Linked DNA regions of Oryctolagus cuniculus: region 1 is linked to region 2. Evidence: chromatin contacts called from public Micro-C data. All regions are on one chromosome and are shown on one strand. The core of a region is the stretch at or near the end of the contact, and the rest is flanking DNA. Distances in the headings are between cores, read along the strand shown. Region 1 has its middle 42 kb from the start of FDX1. Region 2 holds the start of RDX (radixin).

What was found. Hi-C and Micro-C count contacts between places; a contact is called where the count stands out from the background.
Region 1: a contact with region 2 is called in a Micro-C map of ear pinna, with 5 times the contacts expected there. The contact joins the enhancer-like site here to the promoter of RDX in region 2. A contact is called at or near these places in 2 of 6 Hi-C or Micro-C datasets (ear pinna and embryonic fibroblasts).

What each region holds. Positions count from the first base shown.
Region 1 is chr1:102,164,679-102,168,037 of mOryCun1.1, reverse strand. No RefSeq gene overlaps it. Among named protein-coding and RNA genes, the nearest start is that of FDX1, 42 kb to the left of the region's middle. Within about 2 kb of position 2,082, at least 1 of the 8 cell types and tissues checked has an H3K27ac peak or open chromatin away from gene starts, as enhancers often do. A contact at or near this core is called in ear pinna, where this site is marked.
Region 2 is chr1:102,094,322-102,097,680 of mOryCun1.1, reverse strand. It overlaps RDX (radixin), which reads left to right and starts at 1,965. Exons shown (of 16, transcript XM_051849641.2): 1 at 1,965-2,146.

The DNA.
Region 1 (3,359 bases), core at 833-3,332, 70 kb before region 2:
CTCCATCCGGGCCTCCCACAGGAAAAACAAGGACCCAACTACTTGAGCTTTCACCTGCTGCCTCCTGGGGTCTGCATCAGCAGGAAGCTGAAATAAGGTGCTGGAGCCAGGTATCGAACCCAGGTACTCCAATGTGGGAGCTGGTGGCTTAACTGCTATGTCAAACACTTACCCCAGAGGTAAAATGCTAAAGAAAGAGATTGTGCAAGATCTCTGCTCTAGAGCCACAACTCTGCCTGCCCATTCCTCCCTCTTCTCACTGTGCCCACTGCTTCCTTATCACTAGCTCCTCTCTTTTCCCTTCAGAAAAGAAAACCAACATTGAGACGGAGAAGCAAGTTACTGTAGAACAACCGGGAGAACGAGCTGGTGTTGGATGAGTATGGAAAGAGGAGTACAGGAAGGTATGAAAGTAACAAAATAGAACACACAAAAATGGAGATGACCTATAAAGAAAGATCGAGACTTCCAGAGATCTGTGTGCAGACAGGAGTAGGAGACAACAAATCTAAGAGTGACGGAGAACAAACCAAATGAAAATGACCCCTATGTGAAAGAAGTAGGCTGTGAAATCCTGGTGCAACTTGCTATATTCGTCCTCAGGACAAAAATGGGATTCATTCTTTTAATCATATGAAGGTCACAATTAAGAATAAAACTAAGGAGGGAACAGAAATCGAAGACCCAGATTGAAATCTCAAGTTTTCAAAAATAATCCTTTGCTATTTGCCTCTCCTAGCACTGCAGCAGAAAGTGACTCACAAGTAGAAGACTGAGAAAGGGGGAAAGAAATGACCACACTTTAGAACAAAGCGGTTACCCTGGCATCCTCACAGTGTCCTTCAATCCCTGAAAGGAAGGCGGAGATATTTTTTATTCCAGTCCTTATTCAAAGCCTGCACAGAAATCACCATGAAAGCGGTTGGCCATTTGCCTCGGGGTGTGCCAGAAACAGGGTGAAAACTTGAACATTTTGCCCTCTTTCTAGCTCAGTTTGAAGAGCAGCCAGACCTGTGGTCCCTGGGAAATGTGATTAGAGACCTAGCTTGCTTTGTCTTCTTTCCTCCCACTGCATGCACTACACTGCAGTGAGATGATTGTAGGTCTTAGAGCCTACCCCGCTTTTTAAGGCTGGGAGGGGCGGGGAAGAGTGTCAGGGTGTCCTTCCCAAACCCACACAGTCTTTCCATGCATGTTTGTCTGCAGGAGTAATACTCACGGCCTGCAGCATTCCAGCCTGGTGCCCAGGGCTGAGGTATTGTCGTCAGGTGGGGAGTGACCCTGAAGAAGGCTTGCTGTTCCCTGCGCACATTCAATTTTCCAAAATTGAATCTTTTTACTCTCTTTTCATAATATTTTTATACTTGTTACAGGCAAACAAATGTGTCTTTATTGTTTTCATTTAAGAATGGATTATTCAGTGAAATGATAACTTTTTAAAGGAACAAAAGCAACAGGGTAAAAGGAAGGAAAAAAAACACAGATTTAGTATCTCAGTTTAATAGATCATTTATCTTAAAATGTCATTTCAGTGTTTTTAACATTTTTCCTTTAGATGGCAGCAACTGCATTTTGTTGTAATATCCAGCCTTTGTGATCAGATCAATGATACTATTGTCTTATTTTTCCTTCTCATAAGAAAAAGTTCCTTAAAATTGCTTAATATATATTTACAAAATACTTGGCCCAGAAATGTTCATGAGTATTATTAGGCATAACACAAGCAAGTTACAAATTCAGGGAATATAAAACAGATTGTGATGACATTTTGCCCAAATGCTGGTAACAATTATCAGCAAATGAATTTGTTTTGCTTTCTGTGCTTTTTCAAATTCTCTGCAATAAAAGGGGTATCTTAAAACACCTTCTAATAATAGGTAGAATTTAAAAGGAGAGAATGTTCCAACATGGGAAGCAGTCCACACAGCAGACTCATAGAATGACAATCGCTTTAAGTAACACTCTGACCTCAAAATCAGCCTTTAGGCATTCTGGTCTGGCTGGAAAGCCCATGAGAGCATTTCAGGCATGAAAAGCCAAGACACTGTGACAAAAAAATGTCCTACAGGAAGGATTTCTGTAAGTGAGACCCCAGTGGAAAGAAGTGGCCATCTAAGAAGGAGGTACTTTTCTCCAAAGAGGGAAGAGAATTTATACTTTGCTTGTGGCCTTGTCTAAATACTGACAGAGACTGTGGATTCAAAAGGCTTACATATCCTTGACAGCTCACGTCAAATGCCTTGGGTGATCACTGACAAATACACAAGAGTGTTAATTGTTAAATTGACAACAGGAGTCACTGGGCACTAACTTCTCATGCAGGACCTCTGTCCTCAATGAGTTGTATTATGAGAATTAACTGTGATACTTGTTCTCAGTTTGTATGTGTGTGTGTGTGTGTGTATTCATGCAAATTGTTGAAAACTTTATTTAGTATAGAGTTGGTCTTCTGTGTGTAAAGTTAATTTAAAATGAATCTTAATGTAGAATGGGACTGGGAAAAGGAAAGGGAGGAAGAGGTGTGGTGAGTGTGGGGGTGGGAGGGCGGGTGTGGTGGGGAGAATCTCTGTATTCCTAAAGTTGTACTTATGAAATGTGTACTCCTTAAATAAAAGGTTACTTTTGGAAAAAAATAAAACACCTTGTTCATCCTCCATTCTTTATCTTTGCCATTGAAGTGTTCTTTGTCCCTAGATAATTGAAGATAGTATAGGCTTAAGTAATATCTGGCACCCAAATTGTTCCATTACCATGCCTTTTAACCTCTTTTTACATATATATGTATATTTTTAGCAAAATGATTTGTTAATTTTATTTATTTGAAAAGGAGAGTGGCAGAGAGGGAGAGACACAGACAGGGAGCTCTTCCATCCACTGGTTCACGTCTCAATTGCCCACAACAGCCAGCGCTGGGCCAGGCCGAAGGCAGGAGCCAAGAACTTTATTCCGGTCTCTCACATGGGTGGCAGGAATCCAAGCACTTGGGCCATCTTCTGCTGCCTTCCAAGGCACATTAGCATGAAGCTGGATCAGAAATAGAATAACTAGATCTTGAACAGGCACTCCATTATGGGTTGTGGACATCACAAATGGCAGCTCAACCTGCTGTGTCACCATGCCCACCCCTAGCCTTTTAATCTTGTAACAATGGAAGGAAAACAATGATAGAAACGCTAAGCACATGTTAGGGCTTTTCAGGGAGAGCTTCGGGATAAAGGATCTTTTTATTATTCCTCAAATCAAAAGTGGATTTACCATGCAGAAAGTGAATATTTTACTCTAGGAACACACACACACCCCTACCCCACTCCTACTCCACACATTTGTGCTGATCCCTTTCAAAACTTTATGCCTAATTT
Region 2 (3,359 bases), core at 716-3,215:
TCCTCGCTATGTTACATTGGGCAAATTAACCATTTTGAAGCTCTCTTTATTCATTGGTTTAAATAAGAAAAATCAATAACAGAGTTCACTGCAAATACTGGATTGTTGTAACCATTAAAAGAGATTGTAGGTAAAAGTATTTCAGGGGCCAGTGTCTGATGCCGGCAGCCCACATGGATGTCAGTGCCAGTCCTGGCGGCTCCACTTCAGCTCCCTGGGCAAGGAAGTGTGAGGCGCCCAAGTGCTTGAGCTCCTGCCACCCCATAGGAGACCCAGGCGAAACTCCTAGCTTTGGCCTGGCCCAGTCTGGGTTGCGGCCATTTGGGGAGTCAACCAGCTGTTGGGAGATCTCTGTCTCTCCCTCTCTCTCAAATCAATCTTTTTTTTTTTTTTTTTAAGTTTCACATTAGTGCCTGGCACGTGCCCAACCATAGTGACTCTTTTTCCGGTTGTAGAAGTGCCTTTACATACTTTTGTCTGATTAGTGTTCTGTTTAGGAATTTACATTTTGACTCTTCACGCCTGCAACCAGTTGTGCAAGAACCTGATGCAGGGGGTGGGGTGGGGAGCACTGAGAGAGGCCTGGGAGTAACTTCTTGGTGGTCTCTAAAAACCGCATAACAATAATAATAGAAAACAACTACATAAACCTGTTTGGTTACAAAGCACACACCTGGTTTTCATCCTTGAGGAATTTGCAATTGAAAGGTCTTTGAGGTTAACCCTTGAGTCCCTAGGGGCGTTTAATTGTTAGGAGAGGTCTCCAAGGGCAACGATGGACACTCAAGAGAAAGCTTAGTTAAAGTCATTTGCAGAGAGGGTTCCTGGAGAAGCCACCATCTCAGCGAAGGCAAATGCGAAGGCAGAAAGGATATAAATTATTTGCTCTGTAAAATTAAGTGTGCTCTTGAACTTTTGCTATTTGAATGTAAAGTTTGTTAACAAAATGTACACTTAAATAAATTGTTGCGAACAGGGAGAGCAGCGCTAATCAGGTTTTGTGCATTGCTGTTGGTACCTGCTCTGCAAGTTTTGTTTGCTCTTCGAATCCTAACAGAAAACACGGAGAGGAGGCAGCAGGACTGGAGTAGGTGGCAGGACCCTGAACCACAGCTCGTGAGCTTTCTCTCTAGCCCCAGACCGCAACTGAAGCGAGGGGGTCCCACCATGACCGCAGGACCCTCCCAGTCTGGAATAATTTAGGTTTGTCTGCTCCTTGGGGGCCCTCCTTCCCACAGCCCAAGAATGTTGTGGGTAAATAAATCATCACACACCATCCTTGCTTGGCTCAAAATTCGTACTCCCGATTGGGGCTATACCCAGGGAGACATGGGTGGGGTTCAAAGCCTGCCCCTGAAAAAGCGAGTTTTTCTGGTTAGTTAAAACCTGCTAACACAATTTAAACGCTCTGCGTCGCAAAGCACCGCTTCCACGCAGGTAGGCCCGGTCCGCTCTCCCAGTGCAGGCTCTTCGGTGCCAACAGACACGCCCGAGCTGCGCCCCGACTCCCCAGGGAAGAAGAACTCCTCCTCGGGGCGATGGCACCGCCCTCAGCGAGTCGGCTGGCACCAGCGGGAGTTTCAAGTTTCCACTCGCGGGGGAGGCGGCGGGCGCACTCCGAGCTCTGGGCTGGGCACTCCGCTCCCCTGAACCGCAGGCTTCGCCCAAGCCCGGTCCTCCCTGCCAAGGGCTCGCCCCTCCTGCGCGCGCTCGCCCGCTCCTCTCGGGGGCTCCCAGGCCCACCGCTTTGCCCCTCGCGTTTCCCCGCCTCCCGGGCCCGCGACCCCCGCGGCACCGCCCCGCGCGAGGCCTCGGGCTCACGGCCGGAGGGGAGGGGTGGGGCGGGGCGGGGCGGCCCGCGCGCGCGGCAGCGGCGGTGGCGGCGGCGTCGGTTCTCAGGCCGCGCCGCGCGGGGCCGGGCGGCCGGCAGGGGGAGGCGGGGGGCGCGGGGCAGCCCCGCCTTTCCCCCGAGGAGGCGCCGGGCGGCCATATTGCGGAGCTGTCTGCGGTGGCGGCGGCGCCTCTTCTCTTCCGCTGCCCAGCGCTCGGACCACAGTCTCTGCTTCTCTGCCGTAGGCACGCCGCGGGGCGCCGCCGCGCAGCGCTTACCTACACGCCGGGCGGCCAGGAGCCGCTCCCTCTCGGGGTAAGCCGCCGGTGCTCTCCCTTCCCCCACTCCCCGCTCCCGGGCTCGGCCGGAGACGCTGAGGTGGCGGCGAGAAGTTGCGGGGCCCGCGCTGCCGCCAGGGCCTTTGGCGCGCCCCGCCGCCGCCGTTGGGACTGCCGGGCCGGTCAGGCCGCTCCCGGGCAGGCGGGACCCCCGAGGCCCAGCCCGAACGTGCCGGGACCGGGCCAGAGTCGCCCCGCGGCCGCACGTTTCTGCTCCGGCGGGGCGTGGAGTCAGCCCTCGGCGTCGGCCTCGGTCTGTTCCCGCCGCCGGGACTGGGCCCCGGCTCGGGCTGCCGCGGTCCCGAGGGTACTTTGAAAAATGCAGCTCCCATTGAGCGAGGGCAGAATTGTTATTTTGCCGTGCAGGAAAGGCATTTATTGGGACTTCGGCCTTGCGTTGGAAAGTCAGGGGGTGTTGAATTACTAGAGAGCGTGCGTTCCGCCCTACTGGCAGAGGGATGTTGCATTACAGGGTTTGGGGCGGCAGCCGCTCCCGCCGGCCGCACGCGCGAGGCCGGGCCGCCGGGCCGCGCGCTACCTGCTGCTGCCGCCGCCGCCGCGGGGCCCCGCAGCCCTGAACTTTCTCCCGCAGCCCAGGACCCCACGTCTAGGAGCTGTAGACCCCACCAGACTAGTTCAGTGTATTACACTCCCCCCCCCCCCCTTTTTTAAAGGGCTGCAAGCTCGCTTCCCGGGCGAACTTTGAAAGGCGGCAGTGCATTATTTGAGTTTCAATAGAGCGCACCAGTTCCTGTACAGATAGGTTTCCTTAAGCGCTCGCAGTATTTGTTTTTCTCTTAATGAGATTGAAAATGTGTGAAAAGGCCACTTCGTCGTAAATGGGTTTTAGAACACAGTTGCTGTTTGGGATGGAGTATTCGCTCCCTCGCAGTCTCGTGGCCCTGAGACCGGCGTGATGTAAATGAAGAAGGCTGAGATAATAAGGGCTTATTTGACAAACGAGTACTTCGACATAGACATTACAATCTATTGTTGACGGAGCATACATTTTTTTTTTTTTAGAACACCAAACATTCTTTTATATGATGGACGGCGCTCAGAACAAACAATTGCCCTGTTCATTTGGCTAGATAAATAATGGCTTAATCCGTTTGCCAAAACAGCATGATTGGATTTGAGAAGAGAGACTGAAAATCAGGATTAGTTTTATAACTTCAGGATTTCTTTGG